Regions from separate parts of the Mus musculus genome. Here all the other regions are linked to region 6. The links are chromatin contacts, called in public ChIA-PET, HiChIP or PLAC-seq and promoter capture Hi-C maps. All regions are on one chromosome and are shown on one strand. The core of a region is the stretch at or near the end of the contact, and the rest is flanking DNA. Distances in the headings are between cores, read along the strand shown.

Region 1 (4,154 bases), core at 1,005-3,504, 840 kb after region 6:
AGCGCTTATGCAGCGCCCCCAAATGGCCAGATCTTCTCATTACACATCTAAACACATGGTCATGGGCAACATCACCAGAACAGGATGGAGCCTAGGATTGCAAACAGGTAATTAAGTCACATACCCTTTGCTGAATTTTTTGAACGGTGGCCTTATGACACTACGGCTTTTCACGACACAGTGACGTCCAACTCTTACATTTGCCAGGTCTCCTCGGATGATACAGTCATTCATTATAATGGTCTATAAAGCAAAACACGTGTAAAAAATACCAGTTAAGTCCATGTCCCTGAATTCTGTTTTAAAGTACTTAAGATACTGCCTCTTCATGAGTTTTGTGTCTAGTAGTCCTAGGCACAATACAGCACAGAGAACAATCTGCCACTGCATTCTGTTCAGACATAAAAGATTTCTGGCCCTTCCCTCCACCACCACCATGTTCTTACTCATAATATTTAATGCAATGTAAATCCTATTTAAATAAAATACTGAAGAAAATGACAGAAGTGTTCACGTTCTGTTTAGAAGAAATTCCTCCCCTCTCTTCTCCCTCTGTCTAGCTGCCCTGTGTCTCCTGTGCTCTCTCCTGTTATATTTCACGTGTTACTGCCCTCCCCACCCTCTTCCTTAAAGCTTCTTTATTCCCCATCTAATGGGCCGCTCTCTAATTTTTTTGGCTTCTCCTCCCTGATCGTCTTTGTGCATTCAATAAATCTAATTTGGAGAAAAAAATGAAAACAAAGAAAGAGGGGTTAGAGAGATGGCTCAGCGGTTAAGAGCACTGGCTGCTCTTTCAGAGGTCTGAGTTCAATTCCCAGCAACCACATGGTGGCTCAAAACCATCTGTAATGGGATCTAATGCCCTCTTCTGGTGTGTCTGAAGACAGTGACAATGTGTTCATATATACATAAAATAAATAAATGTTTAAAAAAACAAAAACAAAGAGAGAGAACTGGAAATGACAAATTGGAGACAGCACTATCCCATATACCCTGCTGATACAGTGACTAGCTGAAGGCATAAGGGTAACCTCCTGAAGCTGCCTGTGCCCTTTACCTTGCCATTGAGGACGATGTTCTGGCTTCCACACAAAACAGACTGGCGACTAACTTTGTTCCCAGATGCCTAAAAGCAAACAGAAATCTGGAGTGAAAAAACAGAGGATTTCTGGACTACAGTTTCCATCATGAAAGCTCACATTGAGGAGAAAATTACTTCAAATGAAGGGCAGTCTAAAAATGAATGAGGCCTGAATGTATACTGCACCCCTACTGTCCCAGCTCTGGGTGGGGTGACTGTGAATTTGGGGTTAGACTAAACTATGAAGTGAGACTCCATCACCAAACAAACAAACAAAAACAAACTGGAGAAGGAATGCACTGGGGGGGGGGGGGGAAGGCTGTGGGCACGGCTCCGTGATAAGAGCACTCAGGAACTGAATCCAATCTATCAAAAGAGCAAGGGTAGATCAGGAACTGAGAGCTCAAGAAATGAATTCAGGATCGGTATCTAATGAGCGGTCTAATGACTGATGTGCATTCAGACCCCACTTCCATATTACGGTTTCATAGCCTTCAGTGAGGAAAATTACTTTTCCATGATCACAGACACACAGAAAAAATAATGATAGTAACCCTAACGGGGGCAGTTTACATATGTTGTATTATGAGTTGACGAATAGAAACAATAACGTCTTAGCACGTAAGCAGACTGTGAAATATTATTTTTAAAAAGGGCCCGGAGTCTGAAAATGTAATTTATATACAGAATGAATAGGCTGTACTGTGTATTCCTCTGGAAGACATTATTTAACAGGAAACTCAGGCGTGTGTATATGCACACACATAGATATATATGCATAGAAACTCTCCCACATCCACACTTTCCTCCCCCGCTACACAGCACACCCACACACACGAGATGAAGGAGAAGAGAGCCTAATGCATGCATGCACCGACTAAATAACAATCAGATGAAACACGAAGCATCTCTAAGTCATCCAAGGAAGGGACTGAGGGAACGGGAACCAGTGCAGCCGGGACGGGAGGGGCGACCGTCCAGTCCTCGAGGGTCCCGTGACTGCCAGCGGCGGCAGGGTCGCCACACGCGCACCGTCTCGATGTACTCCGACTTGTTGTACAGCAGTTCGCCCAACTCCATGGCTTCCCCCTCTCTGAACCTCAGGATCCTGTCAGTAGCTCAGGCAGACGGTGATTCCAGCTACTTCCGGTTGATCGGCCACTTCCGCTATCCCCGCCCTGGACTCTCATTCGACTCTCCTCTAGTCAAGCCTGCTCGATCGCTCGGCAGTCTCCAGCTGCGCGTGCGCAGAGCGAACAGAGGTTTTAATTGGCCAGAGCGGCTAGCGCGCGGAACCTGTGTGGCTCGGCAGGAACATAGTGGGGGTGAACTAGGTCCCCGTTCTTCCCAGGGGTTCCTCTTGGCCCTAGGAAGCCCTGGCTGGGTCCCCGTGACCACAGGCCCGAGGCTGGAGACGGCTGCTCCTTGCGTTCGGCTTCCAACCCGATGGAAGAGCTTTCCGGGAAGCCCCTCAGCTATGCGGAGAAGGAAAAGGTGCCCGGGTTGCGGGAAGGGTGACCCAGGGCTTTAGGCTGGGTTTTCAAACCTAGTTCCTGTATCCGAGGCAGTGTCCTCCTACCTACAGCCTCCACGAGAAGTCACTGAGACGAGCGCGCTGCTCGGGTGGCGAAGCTTAAAATGCAGACGAGCCAAACCCATCTTCTAGTGGCACTGCATAAATATTAGGTGTAAAACTACATATAGGTAAACCTAGAGGCCCTCTTCTCTCCCACTCCACTCCGGCCCCGTCACATAAATCTTTCACGTCACGTCAACAGCCTTATATATATACATTTTCGTGTTTGTCTGTTAGGGCTTGACCTCCAAAATAGGTTTACATTGGAGAAGGGGATGGTTATAACGTGTACTCTGGTTGGTTCTGCAGCTGGTGTTCTCCATGTTTAAGACCCACGTTGGAACAAGATGAGGGGAAGAAAATAATATAAATATTACATATAATGAACAGGTGTTGTGTGTGTGCATACAAATTTAGTGTAGTAGTTAGAAGGAGCTCTCATTTCTTTCAGGCTCAGAATATTATTCTCCTGCAAGACTTAAATATTACTTCCATGTTCTTGTGCTTTCTGTGCAAAATTAGAATTCACATTAATTTGTCTTCCTATCCTGTCTTACCTTCTAAGGGTGGTAAAGATCATTTACAAATAAACAAGATAACTCCTACTTACTGATAAGATTGAGGACAAGATAACAGGTTAAGATCAGAATTACTCATGTTGTGGTGGCCCATGACCATAATTTGGTTGCTACTTAATAACTGCAGTTTGCTGCTATTATGAATCAAAATATATATGATATGAAACCTCTGTGTGTGTGGGGGGGGTGTTAAATGGAGCAGTTATAAATGGCAGCATCCTGGAGGAACTGCTTATTCTCTGTTCAGTTTGCATATCTCAAAGGAGGATGATTATATAATAGAATCTATTTGTTAGGGTTATTGTGAGTGCTAATTGAGTCATTGGACATTAAAGTCACAAAATTCCCTAGGACTAACTGAAGCACATTATGAAAGTATCTGCCATTTTTATTATTATGTGTCTGAGAATGGATGGGGACTAAAGTGACTTTAGCACAGAAGTGCTGGAGTCCCACAAAAGTGCTGGGGAATGAGGTGGGGAAAGTGCTTAAGAAAAGTTTAAGTTGTTAGTAACTTTTTTTCTTAATTTTTAATGACCAAAACAAAAACATACCTAAAAGTGAAGCCTCTGGAAAACCCACTTGCACTTCCCTGTCTTGTATCACTCCTCACACTTGACATTGGCTTCCTGCCTGGCCTTGTGTTTCAAAGCTGGGTCTCTGAATGCATCCTTGTTGACAACAGTTTTGCCCAAGGGGATATCCAGACTCCCTTGTGGGCATGAGGTGGTTATAGTTATAAACTTTCACAGAGGACTTTATCTTGGATTGCTTGGCAATTTTCTTCTAGCCTGTGGCAGCTGTCTCTTTTGGGGGATAGCAGTCAATTCTAGCCACTAGGGCATGGCTGTAAGGGCGGTCTGAGGTGCCATCATCAATCAGTGTTCTTCATGATACGGTTTTGCATCCAGAGTATTGT
Region 2 (3,788 bases), core at 94-2,593, 560 kb after region 6:
TCTACCTTTTATAACAGAGCTGTGATGAGGATTCGCTGAGTTCATCCTGACTCAGTGTATGGACACAGTCACTTCCTAATAAAGGTCAAGTGTTGTCGATTGCACTCCCACACACTTCCTCCCACTCCTCGCAGCCTACACACTTGTAGAAAACTCACTCTCTGGGTGACCCAGCCATGGTATCACTTTCCTGCTCTGACCATCCACTCGCTGCCTGTGGTCTAAAGTTATGTCATCCACCATGGTGGCAGCTAACTCCAAAGGGGTGGGGTGGGGCGGGGCGGGGCAGGGGACTATAAAAATCTAAGACAGTTAAATAAAACTTAAAATCTGTTCATCATTCTTGCTAACTACATTTCTAGTGCTTAACAACTCTTGTGGCTAGGAGTTCTTGTATTGGGCTAATATAGATGTAAGGTGTAGTTGTTACTGTATACGTCTCCGTGGATAGAAACAGCCTAGGGGATAAAGTACACGTCTTAAGCTGGGCTCCCATCCGTAGTGTAATTACTGTGCAGCTTAGCTCTTTTCTCCTCTTGCCCTGCTGCCTTCCCTTCCTGTCAGGCCAGTGACAGACACATGTTATTACAGATTGCATAGGTCCTCTATTATGCATGTTTGTTCCATCAACGTATCTGCACCAACAGCCTACCACACGCAGTCCACAGATGAAAAAGTGGGCAGAGGAACCTGCCCTTTAAGCAGCAGACTATAGGCCAGACTGGAATAGAACCAGCACATTATCTAAAAACAATTCACTCGACATTCCGGTGGGGCAGGTGATGGTTTGCTCATCTTACTACCTTGATGCAGGAGTTGCAAGCTCAGATGTTTGCAAAGGCCAGGCCTGCTGGCTAAGTGAAGTCAGCCTGGGACTCAGCCAGACTGGGCTGAACTGAAGAATACAGGTCTTTCCAAAGGACACTTGGCTGCACACAAGGGTGGCTCTGGGTTCATGAACGCGGATGCCAGAGAGGACGTTTGCTAAGCGTCATGGAAGCAAATGCATTAGGATTAATGTGTTTGCATGCCACCAGCTTACAGACTCTGCCTTTGCTGCTTATTCTAGTTCAAGCATTTCCACCTCAGGCAATATGTTGCTGAAGCAAACAGCGCCCAAGCAGGGGACAGGAAGAAGGCCATGTGGCTGTGACGAGGAGTAATTGGATCGTACAATCCTTAATTTTAAAAAAGCATGAATGAATGGATGGATGGATGATGAATGATTCAACAAGTTGGCTCATTTGGTTACCTTCACACCCAGAAACCCAGCATCACAGCTGAGTCAAGAGGTTGCAGCTGAGGCTGTGGGCGCTTGGTGCTGTGTGTGAGTTTGTAAGGGCAGGAAGTGCCCTCACCTTATACGCCACGGAAGTTCAGAGGTCTTTCAGAGCCCTGTTTGGCAACTTCTCCATATGCAGCGAGTATTTTGTTGAAAAGAGTGCGCTCCGCTTGCGGCTTAAAAACTTGAACACTGCCAATTCAAAAACCACTGTTTTGTGTCATTTCCGGAAGAAACTCTTCTTTGCAGCTCCTTATACAATCCTTGGATAAACCCTAGATCTTGCAAAAACATCCTCTGCATATGGGAGTCCATATGTAGGTCTATATGTGTACAATCAACCCTCCATATGCAAGGGTTCTATATCTGACGATTCCATCAGCCAACTATCAAAAATATTTGGGAGGAAAAGTCTGCATCTGTCCTGAACTTGTACAAACTTGCCTCCTGACGTTACTCCCTAAATGATGCACCATAAAAACTATCTGCATAGGATTTCCATTGCACTGGGCGTTAAAAGCAATCTTGAGATATCTACACAATTCAGGAGGGTGAGGGTCGATTTCAAGCCAACACTAAGCCATCTGCAAATGAATCTTAACTACTGGAATATTTGGGGAATCCAAGGGCATTCCTGAAACCAATCCTCAGCTATTCCCAGGATATCTGTGTGTTGTCTAAGAAACATTCCTATTTCCTTTTTTCTTTTTTTTATCTATATCCTTGATGTTTTACCTGTAGGATATCATTGCCTGGTTTTCAGCATGGCTTCACACTCTAACCCCCCCCCCCTCCAGGGAGCTGTTTATAAAAGTGTTCAGTCCCTAAGATTCTGGTTTAGTGGAATTGGTGAGAGGTGAGGGCAGGCGTTGGTGCATTGAGAAAGCTCCCTAAGCAATTCGGAAGCACTTGGAGAGTTGAGCATCACGCCTCAGCACATGCCTCCACCACCTGCTTGTTCCCAAGTGAGCACATCCAAGAGCCTGTTCCTCTTCGCTACGGAGACAACAGCCCCATTCTGTTTCCACAGCTGCACCTTACCCCATCATATGGGTAGGCTACCCAATCACATAAGGCATTCCTAAAATGTCAAGGATTCCTTCCTTGGTAAGGAAGGAAGAAGAGACAGAAAATTGCTTATCGGAACCATGCCCTAAGGAGGGAAGACAGAAGAAGGGGCAATCACCCTCCAGTTGAGAGCAATTGCAAAGTGCTCCTTTACAGAGTGACTTGGCCCACAGGAGGTAAGGAATGGGCCTCAGTAAAGGCCCCAGAATAAATAAATACAGGGAAAGAAACTTCTCCCACATCCTCCCTCTGCTTTTAAGAACTCTGGAGGAGTCAGACCCAGGAGGACCAGGGTAACACGTGGAGGTTGTTCTTGGCTATGTCCTCTATTTGTTGTTCACACCTTGAAGATGCCAATGCCTACAAGGAACACTAGCATGCCTTTGCTCATTCGTCATAGTGCCCTTAGACCACGAGAAGCCAAATCAAAGTATGACAGACATCTCTTGCTTCTGCCTGACCAGCATCTATCCCCCACTCTTTTCTGAGGAATCACCCCCCCCCACACACCCATAATTTGTGTGTGTTATCAAAGGCTCCCCTCATCCTCTGGCTCAAACACTGAATGTAGGTCCTAGGCTACCGTGTGGATTTAGGGATGGACAAGTCACTCGAGCCTTCTGATGAGAATCAGCACTGACACTTCTGCTGGAACTACTAAGAGGAGTATTTGCTAGTCAAGTTGCTCAGCTGCTAAGGAAGAACTTATATATCTGTCATGTTTATTATCAAATGCTCACGTGCGTGTGTGTGTGTGTGTGTGTGTGTGTGTGTGTGTGTGTGCACAGAGTGGGGGAAAGGAGTGAGGGAGGGGGAAAGGTAGAGGAAAGGAGGGAGAGGGGAGGATGGAGAGAAAGAGGACTCTATCAACCAAAGGCAAGAGACTGGAGGACAAGCAGCAGAAGGCCCTGTTTTCTCAGTAATTTGTGTGCTCCCATAAATCAACATTCCTACTGAGGAGACAGCTGCTATCAGCATTTGCTTCAGCCCATGATGGGGGACCAAAGGAAGCTGGGATACGATGTCCCATCTTCTCCATGATTTTTCTGTGTGTTGCATTCCTTGACAAAGACCACTGGACTCAGGAATCTGCTTGGGTGACAGAAAGTGTCAGGAGACTCACAGTTTGACAGGTGCCCCATATCCATGGGTGCCTGGTATTTGGGTTTCTTTTCAGCAAGTCCCTGTTGGACTGACACATCCACCTTCTGGTCCCATCAACACCCTGCCCTCATTGGTGAAGGAAAAGATGCACGGCCCCGAGGTCATGCCCTTTCTTGACAAGAAAATGAGTCACATCCATCATGTTTTTGCCTCCAGAGTTACACGGTTTGGAGCCAGGAGATAAATCCACATCAATCCCAGCCCCTTTCGAAGGCAGACGGAGAAAGCTTCCGTGGCTGCAGGTGAAACTGTAGCCCTGACTGCAAGGAGGGTG
Region 3 (4,331 bases), core at 332-2,831, 720 kb after region 6:
TGCTCAGACTCAAGGCTGCAGCAAAGTCTCAAAGTCTCAAGATGGTGCTGCCAGAGGCACATCCATTCCTTACGTGTATAACTTTGGACTGCCTTTTGGTCAATGCACATTCAAAAACCATTCACTGTTGCCAAATTATCCTGGAGGCCCCCCACATGATGGGCAGTTTAAGGAGCTGTGATGCAAAGGATACTGGGAAGGCGACTCTCAGGAAAGGAAATACAGCTTATAGACACAAGAGAAAGCTCCATCCCACACACAATTAAGGCAATGTAAATTAAAACCATAATGAGGAACTATTTTCTCCTACCAGACGGACAGCGGATGCTCAGGTAGGCTGTGAGCAACTACTTGTACATCAGAAAACAGCACCTCCCACTAGTCAGGTGCGCATCCTGCCCAGCAACTGGCCCATCTGAACTTCAGGCCCACTTGCTGTGCTGCCTGGACCTTTGCAAACAGGTCTCTGAAGTGAGCACCCTGACGCTCTGAAGAAAACATTCTTGGCTTTAACTGGCCGTCAGAGTGTAACTCCACACAGTAGGACTGCACCTCACTGCCTGCCCTTAGCCATTTGAAAGCACTTTGTCTCCATTGCCATGTAGAGAGGCAGAGGCCTCACTACCGACCTCTCCCTTATCCCTACATCAATTTTACTGGGTATTATTACTAATGATGGTAGCCAGCCAGGAAATGTTTGCTGAGAATCTGCACACAGTTAGCCTTTTTCTGACTTCTAATAGTCCCAGTGGTGGTGGGAGGGGGGTGGCGGTTGTGTGCTTTGGGTTTGTTTGTTTGACTTTTATGTTTTGCTTTATTTTTAAGACAGAGTCTTTCTGCATAGCCCAGGCTGGACTTAAGCTCCCGATTTCCCTACCTCAGCTGCCCGAATGCCAGGATGACAGGTGTGCACCACCATGCCCACACACTTTGTTATTTTTCCTTTTTTGAAATTTGCCTATATGACTTGAAGTAATGCATTTAGTAGATCTCTATCCACAGACATCATAATTCATACTAGTTCTGGGTTTTTTTAAATTCTGTGGTTTTTGCAAATCATAAAAACTTACTCTAACTAGCCTAAAGAGCAGGTGTTAGAAGAATGACTATGGTGTGGGTTCTAGGGTACAGTAAAAAATCCAAAGGGACTGAACGACTGTGAATCTGCACAAAGGCAGCAGTTGAAGGGGCTCACATGCTCCTTCCAGTCTATGTTTCCGGCCCCTCCTGTCAAAACCCTGAGGTCCACTATGGTCAAGGGGGTGGGGCACTAGCCTGTCTGCTGTTGAAGCAGTTGCAGGAAAACATGGGTTTCTGGGCAGTCATCTCTGTACTCCTATGATGCAAACGTTAATTGTTCTCCATCAGAATACTTGAGAATGGATTCAAGGTCTGATTGAAGGAAAGGCAGGTGGCCTGTCTCCGATATTATCCACGACAGAGTGCGGGGAACTGGAGATCAGACTGCCTTAGCTCTGAGGGCCTAGTTCTCTTTTCCTTAAGCAATCGGGAAGTCTCTTGCCTCTCTTCTCCCCCTAGCGGGAGGAGAGGTGGTGGCGGTGACGTTTGCCGGGTGTGAGTGGGATGCTATGAAGGTGGAGTGGAGGTGGAGATGTTTGGGGGATGGTTTCAGGTGGTAGTGGTGTTTGAGAGTATTGGAGGTAGTATAAGGTGGGGTGGGGATGGAGTGGTATTTGAAGGGTGGTTTTAGCTTGGGGAATTAACCTGCCGACAGTTTGTCTTGAGATTCTTTTCCTATTTTGTGCACAGAAGTCCCGCTCTGCCCCCTGGTGGAAGCCACCCGAAACTACAAGGAGAAAACGACTTCAGGCCTCTTCTGAGGCAGCCCTTGCTTGCCTTGTTAGATTGTTTCTAGCTATTTTGTTGCGGGCTTTGCCTTAATAGCTCACCTACCTCAGGCCAAGTTCCAGGCCTGCTACCTGTCCTTGACGCTCTAGCACACGCGCAGACTTCCGAGGGCTGCTTTAAGGGCCACAGATAGAATCGCTTTAAAAACAAAGGCAGGGGTTGTAGGGTTGGCTTTGTGGTTAAGAGCATGTATTGCTCTTCCGGAGAACCTAAACTCATCCGTGACAGGTGGCTCACAACCACCTGACTCTAGCTCCAGGGTAGTTGGCACCTCTAGCCTCTGAGAGCATCTACACGCCCACACACGTAATTTAAAATAAATAAAAATTTAAAACCCACCAAAGTATATAATCTTTCAGTTCTGGAAGGAAACTGTCTGAAGCACTCACTGGGCCATATTCCTTCCAATGCCCATAGAGGAGCCCTTCCTTCCCTCTCTGTAGCCTCAAGACATCTAAGCAACCTTCTCTTGGTCGTGAATGTATTGCTCCAGTCCTCTGCCTTCACAGGATCTGCCTTCTCTCTGCATCTCTTCATCCCTCTGTGCCTGTCTCTTTGTCTCCAATTCCTGTTTTCTAAGCAGTACAATACCCTATTATTGGATAAGGATCCACCTGCTCATTAGACGTCATTTAAAGGCTGGGATTAGAAAGCCAACGTGCACTAAGATGAAACGTATCATACTTGGTTGATACCGGTAACTGTGAATTAGACTGTGCACCACTGGTTCCTGATTTGAACATCTGGTCCCCACATAGTGGCTCTGCTTTGTGAGATTATGGAATCTTCAGGAGATGTGGCCTAGCTGGAAGAGCTAAGCCACTAGAGCCTAGCCCATGAAAGTTAGAGTCTAGACCCTGGGTTCACCACTCTCTCCGCTTCCTGGTCCTCAGGAATATGAACTGCTTCCTCTTTATGCTCCCATGGCAACCATGCCTTCCTATTACAATGGACTGAAATTCTAAAATCATAAGCCAAAATAAACATTTCCTCCATTAAGCTAAGTTGCGTAGCTTGGGTATAGGTGTTTGCCAGCAGCTAATAAAACACCTTATTAACCATAACCACATCATTTTTGTAAAGCTCCTCCATTTGGATTAAAGCGACAAGTCCTGAAACCACAATAATTTGATTTTCAAAACTAAAGTAACTTCTTTTTCTAGATATTCTTCCATCTCTCTTCTCATTGGCTGATCCAAAGGTAGCCTGACTGCAAGGCAATACTATCTACCACTCTTCAATTAATGTAGAAGAAACTCAAAGCTACAGGTTTGATTTAATAAATGATTTACTAATAGATTTGCTTAGAAGACATTAAATCACACTCTCATTCATTAATACTGTCATGTGACATGCTTGAAAGACATGGATTAAAAGCAGAAATACAAACCGCTTGCTCATGTCATCCTCAAAGATCTGAATAAACAACTTAGATAGGGTGTTCCTTGTGTCCCAAGTGTGTCAATCAAGTTGATACAAACAAACCAGACACAATCAGTGCTTGTTATGATGAAATGACAGTCTCTTTCACTAGGAGGTCGGCAGTGTCAAAATGAAGCTGAATATCTCTTTCCTTGCCACCTACTTCAGAAACTCTTTAAAGTGGACAATGAGTGTAAGCTGTGCGCTTTCTGTGAGAAGCCCTGGCCACAGAAATAGCCGCTGAAGCTCTGGGTGAAGATAGAATGGTCATGTGGTCCAGATCAGTGGTAGGAACTATACACAAGGTTTTCCCATCGAGCAAGGTGCTTGACGGCAAAGGGCGCCTGCTGCTGAGTCAGGGACGTTCTTGTTCTAGCCCGAGGAATGCTGGAGAGAGAGTCTGTCTGAGGATGCATTGTGGGTGCCAATCTGAGTGTTCTCAGCTTGGTTATTCTATAAAAAGCGGTGGGGGTGGCTATTCCTGGACTGACAGATAGTATTGTGCCTTGGCAATTGGTGCTGAGAAGAGCTAGCAGAATCTGAAAGTCTTTCGATGTCTGAAGAAGATGGTGCCCACCAGTATGTTGTCAGAAGGCCCGTAAACACAGAAGATAAACCCCAGGACGGAAGCATCCAAGATTCACCCTGGTGTCACTCCATGTGTCCTGCAACACAAATGCAGAGGTATTGCCCTGAAGAAATGACACAGTATGAAAAATGAGGAGGAGGCTACAGAAGATGCTAAATCTTTGGCCAAGTATATGAAGGAAAGCCAAAGAAAAAACCAGGAACAGATTGCCAGGAGACGTAGGCTGTACTCGCTGAAAACTTATACTTCTGACTCCAGTCAAAAGTAAGTCTTTAAGAGTAACAAATAAATGATCAGGCCTGGGGAGTGCAATAACCAGGTCACTTTGGGGCTGAGAGAGAGGGCACTGGGTAAAGGAACTTGCTGCTAAGCCCAGTGACCTGAGTTCAATTCCAGAAACCCACAGAATGGGAAAGAATCAACTCCTGCCAGTTGCCCTCTTATTTCCACA
Region 4 (4,321 bases), core at 1,360-3,859, 520 kb after region 6:
TCTCAGTAATCATGAAGTGCCTCGTGGGCTTTGCGCTTCTCTCTACATCAGCATTCTCTCAGAAGACCTCAGGGAGAAGCTAAGCACTTCTGACCAAGTGACACAATGACATCAAGACCCAGCACATATTTTCAACCTTTGAAGGGAGCAACTAGCCCATGGAATCAGAAAGAAAAGGAGAACATGGCTACTGACCGTGTGTGTGTGTGTGTGTGTGTGTGTGTGTGTGTGTGTGTGTGTGTTTTGTGTGTCTGCTGGGGTGCCTCAGGTACTGTCTGTCATCCTCAGGACATGCCACATGGAAGGTGTTCTTTGTTCCAATGTTAACAATAGCAAATGGATCCAGATTAGCGAGCAACTATCTGTCTGTCTGTCCGACTGACTGACTGTCTGTCTGTCTGACTGTGTATGTTTGTGTCTCTGTGTGTGCCTTTGTGTGTGTGTCTGTCTGTGTATGTATGTCTCTGTATGTGTCTCTCTGTGTACATGCATGTACACATGCATAGGTGTGCATGTGTGTATGGGTGTGCTTGTTTAGGCCAGTGGTCAACAGTAGACATCTTCCCCAGTCCTTCTCCACATTATACTCTGAGGCAGCCTACCTGTTCTGTTTAGTTTCTCTGTCAGTGTCACAAGCTAGAACTAGAAAGGCGAACCTCAATTGAGGAAAGCAGCTCCATCAGACTGCCTGGAGGTGGGTTTGTGGGGCGTTTTCTTGATTTGTGATTGATGGGAGAGGATCCAGCTTACTGTGGGAAGTACCACCCCTAAGCAGGTAGTCCTGAGATATATAAAAAGTAGGCTGAGCTAGCCCTGTGGATCAAGTCAGTACACAGCACTCCTCTATGGCCTCTGTTTCCATTCCTGCCTCCAGGTTCCTGTAGTGAGTTCCTGCCCTGACTTCCCTTGATGATCGACTGTAACCTCCAATGTGGAATAAACCCTCCCCTTCACGCTACTTTTGGTCATGGTCTTTATTACATTGATAAAAAGCAAACTAAACAGCTTCTCGCTGAGCCTGATGCTTCTTCATTTGACCAACAAGCCCAAGGATCTCCTCCCTCTCACCTCCCCGGCTAGGAAATCACAGGCAGACACTGCCGGTCTCAGCTTTTGCTGGGAATCAGTTTCAAGTCCTCTCATATGAACGGGAAGCACTTTGCTGACTAAGCGATCTCCCCAGTCCCTTAGTACCTTCTAAGTCAGCTAGGTGGCCTCTTGCAAAGATGGGGTCCACACCACACCGCTCTCCTTCCTCTCCTCAGTCCCCAAGTTCAATCCCTTAACACTTCACCATTCAGATAAAGCTAACACAGCACTTTTCATCCATTCATTCGTCTACCTGACAAGTTTTACCACGGGCCTGGTTGTCTCTAGGGATTTAGGAATCAGCATCAAACAAGGACAGAATACCCACTGTCACGAAAGCCACATTCTAATTGCAGAGAGAGAGGGGAAAAATCTGCTCTGCCCTCCCAAATCTCTCCAACACAGTATTTCAATCTCCGAATTGTAATTGCGTGTTTAAATTGCATTTCACCCACGCTTAGCTGCAAGCAACACGGGGGGGGGGGGGGATTTCTCACAACCCCTAACCGTATCCCCAAGGCATGTATTATACTTGACATGTACAAGGTGTTCAATAAATGTTTAGTCTTTGAGAGTTAGCATTTATTGAGCACGACGTGTGCCAGCAAGGACTCTCGGGGACTTATCACATGCTGATTTGCTTGACCCTCGTCACTAGAGATGTGTGCCATTTGCTACCCCCATCGTAGTGACTGGGGGACTAATTGATAAAGTGGTTTGCCCAGGACGTCCCGGCTTCCACGAGCAAAGCGTTGTGTCTAATGGTTGGCACATAGCAAGAGGTGGATGGGTTGCCATGGCAGTGGCCAGGCTGCAGTCATCACTGTCAACCTCCATACCCTGCAGCCACGCATGTGCTACTTCAGGAAAATGACCTGCAAAGCCTTGTGCCTGATGAATTACAGCCAGACGGGGCACAGGAGCCAATGGGTAGAATGTAGCTCACTTCATCGTGGTTTCTTTTCTTTCTGAGACAGGGTTTATAGAGCTGAGGCTGGCCTCACATTTACTACGTAGCCAGGGATGATCAACGGGTTTCTGATCCTCCTGTCTTCATCTTCCAAGGGCTGGGATCACAGGCATGGCCTAACATGTCTGGTTTCTGTGATGCTGGAGATGGAGCCCAGAGCATCACACATGTTAGGCAAACATTCTTCCAATTGAGCTACCCTAGCCCTCTCCATGGCTTTAAAGAATCATTTTGTCTGTGTGTGTGTGTGTGTGTGTGTGTGTGTGTGTGTGAGTGTCTCAGAGGAAAACTTTTCTGGGGAGGGCATTGTTTTCTCCACCCACCATGTGGGTTCCAGGGATGAATTCAAATTACCAGACTTGTCAGCAAGTGGTGATATCTGCCATCACACCAGACCCTTTATGGTCTCTTTGAAGGTTCGGGGACACCTCTGATCTCAATCTCTTGCCTTCACTTCTACCAGGATTCACTTTGAAGGATCAGCTCCACCCACCCACCCACCCACCCATCACCACCACCACCACCAGATTGTCCAGACAAGCTGTGACATCTTCTGATCAGCTCTATCTCCTTCCTTCCTGTCACATGACACCGCTTGGCACAAAACTACACTCACAGGCTTGGGGTACTTGATTTAATCATTAAGGAGAACCTTCCAAGACATCTGTCCAGACCTAAGCAAGTTCAATACTGTAATATGAGCCAATATAAGCAGCCATTCTTTCAGTTTGAGATGTCTACACCCTGAGACACAGCTGGTGAGAAAAGCCGGCTGAAGTTTCAAGTCTGCTGACCAGCTTAGAAGCAGGTAGAGGCCAGGACATATGTAGCTCTAAGCTGGTTCAAGTGGTCTCCAAAAGTGAGGGGAGGAGAGAGAGGGAAACAGAGGTCACGTGATCCTGGGGTTGGCAATCTTGGTTCCAGTCCCTCAGAGGCATGTTACATTGCTTCTTGGGGCCCCTAAAAGTTTCTATTCATGCTTCAGCCAGCCCAAGAAGGAATTTTCCCTGTCACCAGGAGTGAGAGTCAAGATAACTACATTGGGTTTTGGCACAGGCTCCTCCTACTGACCAATCAGAATGAACTAAGTGGGCCAATCAGCAGGCGCTGGGGTTGGGCGTAAACTCTGAAGCTTTTGACCACGGAGAAGCAAGTATGGCTACCTGGGAGAAGGAGGCAGTGCCTCAGAGGGTCAATGGCTGTTTACCAACTGGTTTAAAAGTATGCCAGTATTTTTACCACAGGCATGGGTGTGCTGGTGGAACCAGGTCCAGTGTCAGCCCTGCTGCTACAGTGTGAGTCCAAAATGTCCCCCATAGGCCTGGGTCCTGACTGCATGATCCCAGCTGCTGGCGGTAGAAAGTTTAGGAGATGAGGACTAGCTGGAAGAGTAGATCCCTAAGGGTGTGTTCTTAGATGCATCTTTCCCTGTCCTTTCCTGACACATCCTCTCTGCTTCCTGTCCACCATGCAGTGAACAGTTCTCATCTTCCACACATTCCTAGACCAGTGCAAAGAGAGCACTGGCTGAATGCGCTGAAACTGTGAGCCAAATATCTTTCTTTCCTCCTTCAAGCTGCCCTGTATTCGGTATGAGTGACAGTGAAACAGACATATTGATTTAAGTATCTTAAACCACACCTACATTCCCTTCCCAGCCTAGACTCCTAAGTTGGGCCAGGCCTGCTGTGATGGGTCATCTTGGTTGTCAACTTGGCTGCACCTGAAATCAACAAAACTCCAAGCTGCTAGGCACACCTATGAGAGATTTTCTTAATCAAATTTTTTTTGAAAAAGAGTGAGCCACCCTCAACCAGGGCACACCTTCTGGTGGCAGCCCAGATAGAAGATCTGTAAGGAGGAAACTTTGCCTTTTGCCTGCTTGACACTCCCACTCCCACAGGCAATCTCATCTATCCTGCTGCTGTGGCATTCCTTCACGGATATTAGAACCGACTTCTTTGAGATTCCAATGTAGACCGGAGGCCAGCAGTTCTCTGGGAATCCTCCAGGCCTTCGGTGACAAATTGGAACTGCCAAGCCAATCAGCCCCATAGACTGAGTAACTACTTTCTAGTGTACCAAAGCCATTGCTGGACTACCTGGCCCACAGCCTGCTAGCTACTCTAACTCGTCATATAGACATGAGTATAAATCACGCATGTCATATGAATCACATATATTCATGTATAAGATTTATATTCATATATAATTTATTCTCATATACTCATATTCATATGTGTATTCATTCTATCAGTCCTG
Region 5 (3,976 bases), core at 1,019-3,518, 580 kb after region 6:
GGCATTCAGGGCAGAGGTGACAAGGGGAGTAGGTATCAGGTGATACTGCCAAGGTCTTGCCTTTACCAGCCCTGCTGAGCCAGAGGCAGGCACCAAGGCAGACCTACCAGAGTCTGTATCTTATTTGTCTTACCCAACAGTGGAGCACTGGGAACCTGCACCATGTCTTCCATTAAGTGTCAGGATCAAGTCCATGATCAGAGGTAAAGCTCTCCAGAGAACGCATCTCACAACCTGTATCCCTTGAATCTGAATGCCCAAACCCAGAAAGCCCTGTCGGAGACAGGGTCAGAGTGAGGCCCACAGGCATTGAATAATGAATTGAATACCTTGGCAAGAGTAATGGATAGACATAACTAGACAGAAAAGACTAGAAGTCACAAATATGGCCCAGGGGAGGTACTGTTGGACTTGATGAGAGCATCCATTCCCAAGCAAGGCTGGCAGATACCATACAACAACCGTCACTCTCATGTAGTAGCCGACAGTCTCTACCTGCTTACCTTCCTCCAGTGCCTGGCACTTTCCTAAATGCCTGGTACCAACTCATTTACAATAATTATGTGGTAGAGGTGTTTTATTTCCAACTTACAGATGAGAAAACGAAGGTATGGAGCAATTAAGAAACAATTCAAATGCCACAGAGTAAGAAGGGCAGCTGGGTTAGGCTGGGGTGTTCTGGCTTTGGCACCCCTGCCACAGTGGTGCTCAAAATCCCCAGATCCCAAGCTCCTTCACTCCTCCAGTCACCTCCCAGATGGACCCAACTCTCAATGGAGCTAGCAAGCTTATTCCCTAGAATAAAAGACTAGCCATTGGCTTTGATATACTATGCCTCCTGGGGTATTGAATAGACCAGGAAGTACATAGAGCCTGGAAACCAACTGCCCTTTCTGAAAAGGGGACCTTTCTGTAAGATTAACCAAGTTTCCTTTTATATACAACTAGCACAGAGACCATCGGCATAAAACTCGCCCCCAGTGGTCTTCCCAGGCATTGCATTCATTCCTTATGTGCAAGACTTAGACACATTCTCTTAGTCAATTTGTAGCATTTATCCATTACTGCTTTACTTCCCGCCACCCATACACCCTGCAGCACAGACTGTCTTACTATACAGTATTGCATCTCTAGCACCCAATGTGCAATGAGTGTGTTGAATGAATGAGTGAGTGACTGAGTGAATGAATGAATGCAGTAGTGATATATTACACCCCTTGCTGTAACTGCCTTCTCATGATCATCTTCCCTCACCCACCTAAAAGTTCCCCAACACCACAGAAGATTGTAAAGAATTTCAAAAGCTCTAAGGGACACACGAAAACAATAGCTAAATTAAATGTGATTCCAACCAAATGAGGAACACTCAACAGATAATTATCAGTTTATTCAGTGAGCCCCTGGAGATGATGTCTGGTGCTTTTCCTCACTGAAACATGGGGATACACGGTGGTATCCCCATGCCAAGTAGGCAGCTGATGAGGGCAGCCACTAGGAAAGGGCACCCCTCCCTCAAGGGAGCCAGACCATGTGCATATTCAGAGGAGGCTGGACGTTGTCTATGGTTTCTAAACGTTGGCCAGTATTAAAATCAATCTGAAGAATAAAGAAAACCCCAGCAGGCAGCTGGTTGGTTTTCTCTTGAGTAAAATCATGGTGGGTGAAACAGCTCAACCTCAGGAGAGTCCCAGCCACAGGGTTCTGCCAGCTGGTGCTGTGTATCCTCCCACAGGTTGCTCGGTCTCTCTTTGCTTCAGTAAAATAGAGGATAACAGTACCTTGTAGGCCTGGTGTGACAGACAATTAGATGCAATAAAGTCTGCAGGATGGCTCAACTCTGGGGTCTGCACATGGAAGACAATGCATAAGAGGACTCCCAGCCGAGGTGGACTAGACAGCAAGGGTTCCAAGCCCACCCAGTTTCACTAATCACTCCTCAACCTGCCAATGCAGACAGCATCAGATCCAAACACTCCCCCTGGCTCCCCAGCCAGTTCCCCGCAGCATCCAGAACCGTGTACAGAGCATTTCCATGGCAATAACCTGTTCTACAAAAGGTACAGTAAATATTTACTATTTCTTCACACATTGCAGATTATTTGGGTCTAACAATCTAACTGGCACACTCCACCGCTTTGGAAACAACGGCAATGGTGAAGCCAAGCCCCTGGGAACAGAACAGATGTGCCTTCAGCAGCAGGGACACCAGCAAGCTTGTGGGCAGGCAAGAGCATCATGTGACCACAGATAAAGGGCTCTCAGGAAGCCCAGCTCACAAGGGTGCCCCAGTGCTACTGAACCCCCCTTTCCAGTCACTCCACGCTCTCAGCAGCAAGTGTGATACATTTAGAAGATCTGTCTTCCTTCCCTCTCTATTCAGCACCCATCACACACACAGACACACACACACACACACACCATACACACAGACACACACCACACACACACACAGGCACACACACACACCATACACACAGACACACACCACACACACTCACACCATACACACACACACCACACACACACACAGGCACACACACACACCATACACACAGACACACACCACACACACACCATACACACACACATACCACACACCACACATACACACACACAGAGGCACACACACGAGTTGGATCAGCAGCAGAGCCGAGTGAGACCCACAGAGCCTGCCTGGAGAGGAGGAGGCCCCAATGGGGTGAGGGAGGCTTCTCTGCCCAGGGCTTTGGAAATGTCACGGAGAGAACTCTGATTCATCGCCTAACTCACATCTCCACGGCAGACCCCATCTCTGCAGGGAAGGCAGGACTTGGCTTTTTCATTCACTCCCTCATTCAGGCACAAAGCCTGTGTTTACCAGGAAGAAAAAAAAATTTTTTTAAAGCTCATTCAAGCAGAAACTCTCTGTGTAACCTTGTATTCGTCCCTGAAGAGAGAGAAGAACAAAATACAGACCCTGCATTAAAGTTTCTCCCACTTCAACAGAGGAGGAATGAGAACAGACCACCACCAATCGGTGTGATAGTGTGATAGAGGAGATGGAGGGAGGACCAGGAAAGAATCCAGAAGCTATCTAGAGACGGCAGCATCCAAATGTTTTTTAAATGTGAAATTTCTGTAAGATAAAATAATTCAATAGCAGAAGGGAAAGGCAGAAGCCAGGCTAAGGAAATCAGTACCAGGACAGTGGCAGAGTTGTATCTAGAATCTACATAGTGACCAATCAATAAGAACAAGACAGACCACAGAGAAATGACAGAGCACTGTTTAAAAAAAATGCATAGGGAAAGAAATATAAATAGCCAAGGGCCATGGAGATCAGTCCAACCTCATGAATATCCCAGAAATGCAAATGAAGCTACAGTTCCCCTATCAGATTGATACAGATGGGAAAGAGCACGCCCAGCATTGGCAGCTGTGGGTGCGATGAGTGCATGAAGGCTGGGGCAGCACGGTCCCAGCAGCACGGTGGATGTGAGGGAATGGACACTCTGTTACTCTTGCTCACCTGTCTTCTGTGTACCCAGTGCCTCATAGTCACACAGCAAGTATCTCTAGAACTGAGTCACATGGGGAAGAACTCATCTGCATGTCTGACCTCCCCAAGAAGTTTTATTGCTCCAACACCTTTCCCTATGACTCTTCAGGGGTCCTGGGGATGACTGAAGTAGGTTAATAGTTGTGGGAGCCAGCGGCAAGGCAAGAGAGGGAAACCAGAGTGCACCCCTGATTCTGGTTCTCCCTTCTTTCTCTTCCCAGAGGCAAGCAAGGGATGCCGGAACACTCCTGCCCCTCACATAAAGGGCAGGGCCATGTGTGATCATCAGTCACGGAGAGGACAGCAGAAGCAGATGGAGAGAGGAGACACAAGGTGCAGAGCAAAGAGGTGGTTGTGCTAAGATGAACCTGGAAAGAAGCAGCCCCACCCCCAAGTGTTCACAGACACAAGAGGCCCCTTCTATTCTGTCCAACGGTG
Region 6 (4,326 bases), core at 674-3,173:
CTCTCTTCTCACACTATCAATGAATGTTAGAAGTCTAACAGAGCCCATCCCATGAGCATTACTACCCTGAGAAAAAGAAAGCAAAACAAGTTTAGAGTCAGAGAAGACTGTGACATTGCCACCATTCAAGTCCCAGTACTATGATGTTTTCAGGGGTGGTGGTGCACCCCTTTGATTTCAGCACTCAAAGGCAGCAAGTCCCAGTACTATGATGTTTTCAGGGGTGGTGGTGCACCCCTTTGATTTCAGCACTCAAAGGCAGAGGCAAGAGATCCGAGTTCAAGGTGGCGCAACACCTTTAATCCCAGCACTAGAGAGGCAGAAGCAGGTGGATCCGAGTTCCAGGGCAGTCAGGACTACACAGAGAAACTATCAGAGAGACAGACAGACAGATGGGACCTAGACCCAATTACTTTTAAAATGAAGAGCTCAAATTTTATAACCAGTGGCTTACTTACATTCACACATGGTAGCATTCTTTTTAGAAAAACACACACACATATATTTTGGTGGTGTCGGATGAAGAGCCCAGGGCCTTGCACTTTGAAACTTTTCTGAACTGCTTAACAGTTAAGTGTGGTCTAACACCTGCATTCCCCACACTTGGGAAGCTCAAAAGGGGTTGTTGGGGTTGGAGGCCAGTCTGGGCTACAGAATATAACTTTTGAGTAAATATCACTAATTCTGGAATTACACCTCAGAGTGTTCACCTCAGAACATTTTTTTAAATACAAAACCAATTCCAGCACTAACTAAATCCTCAAAAATACCTTTTCTACAAGCAACCCCGTATAAATAAATAAAAGGCCAGTGGACAATTGCTATCAGCTTCAAAACGCTGCTAGATTAGCCAACAAGTTATATCTACTGCTGCTTTAACCAATAGGAAACCTTACACAGGCTTTCCTCTCCTGATGGAAAAACAAGTTAGGGAAAGGCCACAAGGCAAACACCCAACAGACTCAGGTAGCAACCCTTTTCTCTTTTCAACCCAATCCCACTGTTTAAAAAACTTTAATTAAGGAGGAGGTGGGGCCCCATTTTGAAAACCAGCCTGCTAGGTAAGACAGATCCCAGCATTCAGAAGGCCAGTTAAACTCCAAGGTCGGGTGCTGCAATCCTTGGCTATCAATGAAACTCTGTGTATGACAACGGGTAAGAATGGAGTTCAAGCCTGAAACAAGAAACTTAAAATACCAACCTTGACGCCCCCCCCTCCCCCCAATAAATATCTGCGGCCCGTGTGCCTCTTACCTTCTTTCGTCTGTGCGTTGGTGATCTGCAGATCGCTATCGGCAGCTTTCAGCTTTTCTCTCCCCATAATCTGCTTCTTTAAATCGCAGAGGGAGATATGGAGCCCATCAAAAGTGACGGTGTCGTAGTTGAGTTTAGAGGAAAATTTATAGTGCACACAGGACATTGTGGCAAAAGATTCCTAAGGTTCAGCGAGGAGACGTGGACACTCTCAATATATGTATATTTATAAACTTAAGAGCAAAATATGTACACACACAAAACACTCAAAAGACAACGAAGGACCCTAAGGCCTCAGATTAAATACCCCCCCAACCACAAGCGGGGGTCCGTGAGAACAATAATCCGGAACCCCCCGTACTCAGAATCGCTTCATGAGGGAGGAGCAAGACAGGAAAGGGGGCAATCGAGGATCCGCCAACCGGCACAATGTCACCCGGCTGGGTCCCACTCGCTCATGCTAAGGGCCGGCAGGAGACGGGGGCAGGCGGTGCAGTCAGTAGCGGTCAGTCCACACGTTAGAGTCCGAATGACCCCGCGGGGTCAGGGGTCCATAGCGGCCGCACCTCCCGGCTAGTCTCTCTCCGTGGATGGGGGTGACCCAGGCCCCGGGAGAAGGTTGCGGGGAGAGGGCCTAGGCCCGGAGTCCACGAGCGGCCTCTCGCCTCCTCCCGGCTTCCGGACGACCGGCGTCGGCGTCCCCAGGCCCAGGCCCCCACCGCACACACACCCTGGCGCCTGCTCCCCGGAGGCCACGAGCGGCCCGCGGCCTAGGCCGAGATCGCGCGGTCGGCGGAGGAGAGGCCTTCCAGCGGCCGCCCGGTTCGGCTCCGCCTCCCCCCCGCCGCCGCCTGACACAAAGCCGGTGCGGGGCCCAGCTAGGCCGCGAGGCCCTTCCTCACCACCCCGGGCCCCGGAAGGCGGCTTCGTTGGCCCCGGGGACACCACCGAGGCTGCCCGACTCTTCCTCTTGCTGCTCCTCGCGCTGCTCCCGCTCCTGTCGCCTCTGAGCCCACGACCGCGTCGGGAAGCCCGGAAACGGTCGGGCGGCGGCGAGGGCGTCGCTGGATTCCCTCTTTATTATTATTATTTTTTTTTTGTTCTGCCCCCCCAACCCCGGGCGCTCTCCGGCCCGCACCCTGCGCCGACGACACCTCCGCGCCAGGCACTATGGCGGACGCGGCCTGGCTTCGGGCGAGCGCCCCCACTCCGGGGTCTCTTAAGCAGGGACTGCACGGGCGGCGCACGCGAGGCGGGGCTTGGGCGTGCGCCGATAGGCGGGCCGGGGGCGGGGCCGTCTGCGTCACAAAGCGCACCGGCCCGCCCACGTGACCCGGCGCTTTGTGACTTGCGGCGTGGAACCTGAGGCTACGCGGAGAACAGGAGAAACTACGTGGGTCCGCAGAGAGGGGGAGGCGGACCGTCCCACCGGGCGGGTCTGGAAGGGGCGCTTAAGCGGCGGAGGCCCCAAAGTGCGGAGGGGGTGAACCGCGAATTCCACCCACGCACGAGTCTCATCACTGTGATGGCTGCTCACCAACTCCTCTCCTAACAGACTGTATACCCTGAGCTCTTCCAAAGCTGCTGGTGAGAATGGACCATCATCACCACCAGCAGCATCTTAAGAGCTGTGTCCGACTCTTACCTTGTACTAGGCACCGCGTTGACCGCTGATGTTTGCAAATTCTGGAGCCCAGTCTCCTAGGTCGGAAGTAACTCCGTTCTCCCAAAGACGCTGTCAGAGAATAAAGAATTAAATCCATGAGTATATTTCAATATTTAAGACCATGCCTGGCATATCTGTGCCTCAATACAGGGGGCCTAATAAATGTCAAATAAACAACAGCAAAAAAATATCTCCAATTTATAAGATAGAAACCTAAAGCCAACAGCCGTGCATTTTTCGAGTTTTCAAAGAAGGGAATGCTTGCTGGGTTGCAGGGTCCTCATTCCATTTTAAATTACAAAGTCCCTTAGGAGGGTTGGCATTCTTTTTCTCTTGTGGCATACGGGACATATTGCATTTATAAATTCATAAATAATAAAAATTAAAACTGTACAATTACTATCATTTACAGTGTCCAATGTCCAGCCTCTGAATTTTACAGGCTAGGCTCAAGGAAGTTCAGCAACTGAGAACAAAATCATACATCCAAGAGGTGGCAGAGTTTTCAGAAACTTCCTGAATGCTAACGCCCCAGATTCTGACTTGGTTTAAGTCAATCATCTTGTCAGAAACGCCTTCCTAAGGCCATCTTATTAAGATAGTCATCGATTTTGGCCTTTATTTTCTTCTTAACTGCAAGGAATATACCTGTTTGTTCTTCTGTTGTTTTTTTTTTTATTATTAATTTTCTTGTTTGGTTTTGGTTTTTGGTTTTTCCAGACAGGGTTTCTCTGTATAGCCTCAGCTGTCCTGGAGCTCACTCTGTAGACCAGGCTGGCCTCGAACTCAGATATCTGCCTGACTCTGCGTCCCAAGTGCTGGGATTAAAGGTATGTGCCACTACTGCCCGGCTTATTAATTATTTTTTTGCTTGTTTGTTCTGAGGTTTCACTATGTAGCCCAGACTGGTCTTGAACTCACAATCTTCTTACCTCAATTTCCAGAGTGCCAGAGCCGGGCAGTGGTAGTGCATGCCTTTAATCCCAGCACTTGGGACGCAGAGGCAGGCGGATTTCTGAGTTCAAGGCCAGCCTGATCTACAAAGTGAGTTCCAGGGCAGCCAAGGCTATACAGAGAAACCCTGTCTTTAAAAAAAAACCAAAACAAAAACAAAAAAACAGAGTGCCAGTGTTACTGGGTTTTTGTTGGTTGGATGATCTTTCCCATTCTCTCAGCTAAGAGCATGAAATTTACCCCGATTTTTGTGACATTCCTAAGTCTTGAAAGAGTATTTGGACACTGTAGGTACATTTTGATGTTATCTATAGAAATACCATGGCAATGTTAGCTAACCATCAGAGATAACCCCAGAGACAGAAACACAGCTTAAATAAGTCACTTATAGATTAATTTTTATGTGATTAGTTTCTCCCTCTTTTCTTCGGTAATTCAAAATTTCTTTCTCT

Evidence for each region. Promoter capture Hi-C pulls out the DNA fragments that hold promoters and counts their contacts. ChIA-PET counts read pairs in DNA pulled down with a chosen protein or histone mark. HiChIP or PLAC-seq counts read pairs in DNA pulled down with a chosen protein or histone mark.
Region 1: a promoter capture Hi-C map of pre-B cells shows a contact between it and region 6, with 5 times the contacts expected there. The contact joins the promoter of Dctn5 here to the promoter of 4930413G21Rik in region 6. A contact is called at or near these places in 13 of 39 promoter capture datasets (the 3T3-L1 cell line, the C10 cell line, the HPC-7 cell line and 9 more), 10 of 484 Hi-C or Micro-C datasets (B cells, CD4 T cells, CD8 T cells and 4 more), 23 of 115 datasets of contacts at active chromatin or transcription factors (the 230-238 cell line, effector CD8 T cells, embryonic forebrain and 14 more) and 4 of 9 other capture datasets (adipose tissue, embryonic stem cells, liver and 1 more).
Region 2: an RNA polymerase II ChIA-PET map of effector CD8 T cells shows a contact between it and region 6, with 14 read pairs. The contact joins the enhancer-like site here to the promoter of 4930413G21Rik in region 6. A contact is called at or near these places in 10 of 115 datasets of contacts at active chromatin or transcription factors (the 230-238 cell line, acute myeloid leukemia, astrocytes and 7 more).
Region 3: an H3K4me3 HiChIP or PLAC-seq map of the 230-238 cell line shows a contact between it and region 6, with 9 times the contacts expected there. The contact joins the enhancer-like site here to the promoter of 4930413G21Rik in region 6. A contact is called at or near these places in 5 of 39 promoter capture datasets (the C10 cell line, embryonic stem cells, hippocampal neurons and 1 more), 1 of 484 Hi-C or Micro-C datasets (bone marrow-derived macrophages), 16 of 115 datasets of contacts at active chromatin or transcription factors (the 230-238 cell line, T-cell acute lymphoblastic leukemia, astrocytes and 10 more) and 2 of 9 other capture datasets (adipose tissue and liver).
Region 4: a contact with region 6 is called in an RNA polymerase II ChIA-PET map of memory CD8 T cells, with 23 read pairs. The contact joins the enhancer-like site here to the promoter of 4930413G21Rik in region 6. A contact is called at or near these places in 13 of 39 promoter capture datasets (the 3T3-L1 cell line, the C10 cell line, cranial neural crest and 7 more), 25 of 115 datasets of contacts at active chromatin or transcription factors (the 230-238 cell line, DN3 thymocytes, bone marrow-derived macrophages and 17 more) and 3 of 9 other capture datasets (adipose tissue, liver and pancreatic islet).
Region 5: an RNA polymerase II ChIA-PET map of memory CD8 T cells shows a contact between it and region 6, with 5 read pairs. The contact joins the enhancer-like site here to the promoter of 4930413G21Rik in region 6. A contact is called at or near these places in 3 of 39 promoter capture datasets (the C10 cell line, hippocampal neurons and pre-B cells) and 8 of 115 datasets of contacts at active chromatin or transcription factors (the 230-238 cell line, astrocytes, bone marrow-derived macrophages and 5 more).

The regions. Positions count from the first base shown.
Region 1 is chr7:122,131,141-122,135,294 of GRCm38.p6, reverse strand. Dctn5 (dynactin 5) reads right to left here and starts at 2,254. Exons shown (of 6, transcript NM_021608.3): 1 at 2,114-2,254; 2 at 1,058-1,126; 3 at 125-243. The coding sequence starts at 2,161. Palb2 (partner and localizer of BRCA2) reads left to right here and starts at 2,349. Exons shown (of 13, transcript NM_001081238.2): 1 at 2,349-2,575. The coding sequence starts at 2,528.
Region 2 is chr7:122,411,911-122,415,698 of GRCm38.p6, reverse strand. The region is part of intron 2 of Prkcb (protein kinase C, beta); the gene reads right to left. Among named protein-coding and RNA genes, the nearest start is that of Gm51497, 120 kb to the right of the region's middle. Within about 2 kb of position 1,343, at least 54 of the 459 cell types and tissues checked have an H3K27ac peak or open chromatin away from gene starts, as enhancers often do. A contact at or near this core is called in acute myeloid leukemia, bone marrow-derived macrophages, effector CD8 T cells and 1 more, where this site is marked.
Region 3 is chr7:122,249,116-122,253,446 of GRCm38.p6, reverse strand. No RefSeq gene overlaps it. Among named protein-coding and RNA genes, the nearest start is that of Gm29903, 7.0 kb to the right of the region's middle. Within about 2 kb of position 1,581, at least 73 of the 459 cell types and tissues checked have an H3K27ac peak or open chromatin away from gene starts, as enhancers often do. A contact at or near this core is called in the 230-238 cell line, T-cell acute lymphoblastic leukemia, bone marrow-derived macrophages and 3 more, where this site is marked.
Region 4 is chr7:122,449,734-122,454,054 of GRCm38.p6, reverse strand. The region is part of intron 3 of Prkcb (protein kinase C, beta); the gene reads right to left. Among named protein-coding and RNA genes, the nearest start is that of Gm51497, 160 kb to the right of the region's middle. Within about 2 kb of position 2,609, at least 4 of the 459 cell types and tissues checked have an H3K27ac peak or open chromatin away from gene starts, as enhancers often do. A contact at or near this core is called in memory CD8 T cells, where this site is marked.
Region 5 is chr7:122,388,598-122,392,573 of GRCm38.p6, reverse strand. The region is part of intron 2 of Prkcb (protein kinase C, beta); the gene reads right to left. Among named protein-coding and RNA genes, the nearest start is that of Gm51497, 94 kb to the right of the region's middle. Within about 2 kb of position 2,268, at least 109 of the 459 cell types and tissues checked have an H3K27ac peak or open chromatin away from gene starts, as enhancers often do. A contact at or near this core is called in the 230-238 cell line and memory CD8 T cells, where this site is marked.
Region 6 is chr7:122,968,056-122,972,381 of GRCm38.p6, reverse strand. It overlaps 4930413G21Rik (RIKEN cDNA 4930413G21 gene), which reads left to right and starts at 1,923. Exons shown (of 1, transcript NR_045614.1): 1 at 1,923-3,324. It overlaps Rbbp6 (retinoblastoma binding protein 6, ubiquitin ligase), which reads right to left and starts at 1,818. Exons shown (of 18, transcript NM_011247.2): 1 at 1,255-1,818. The coding sequence starts at 1,420.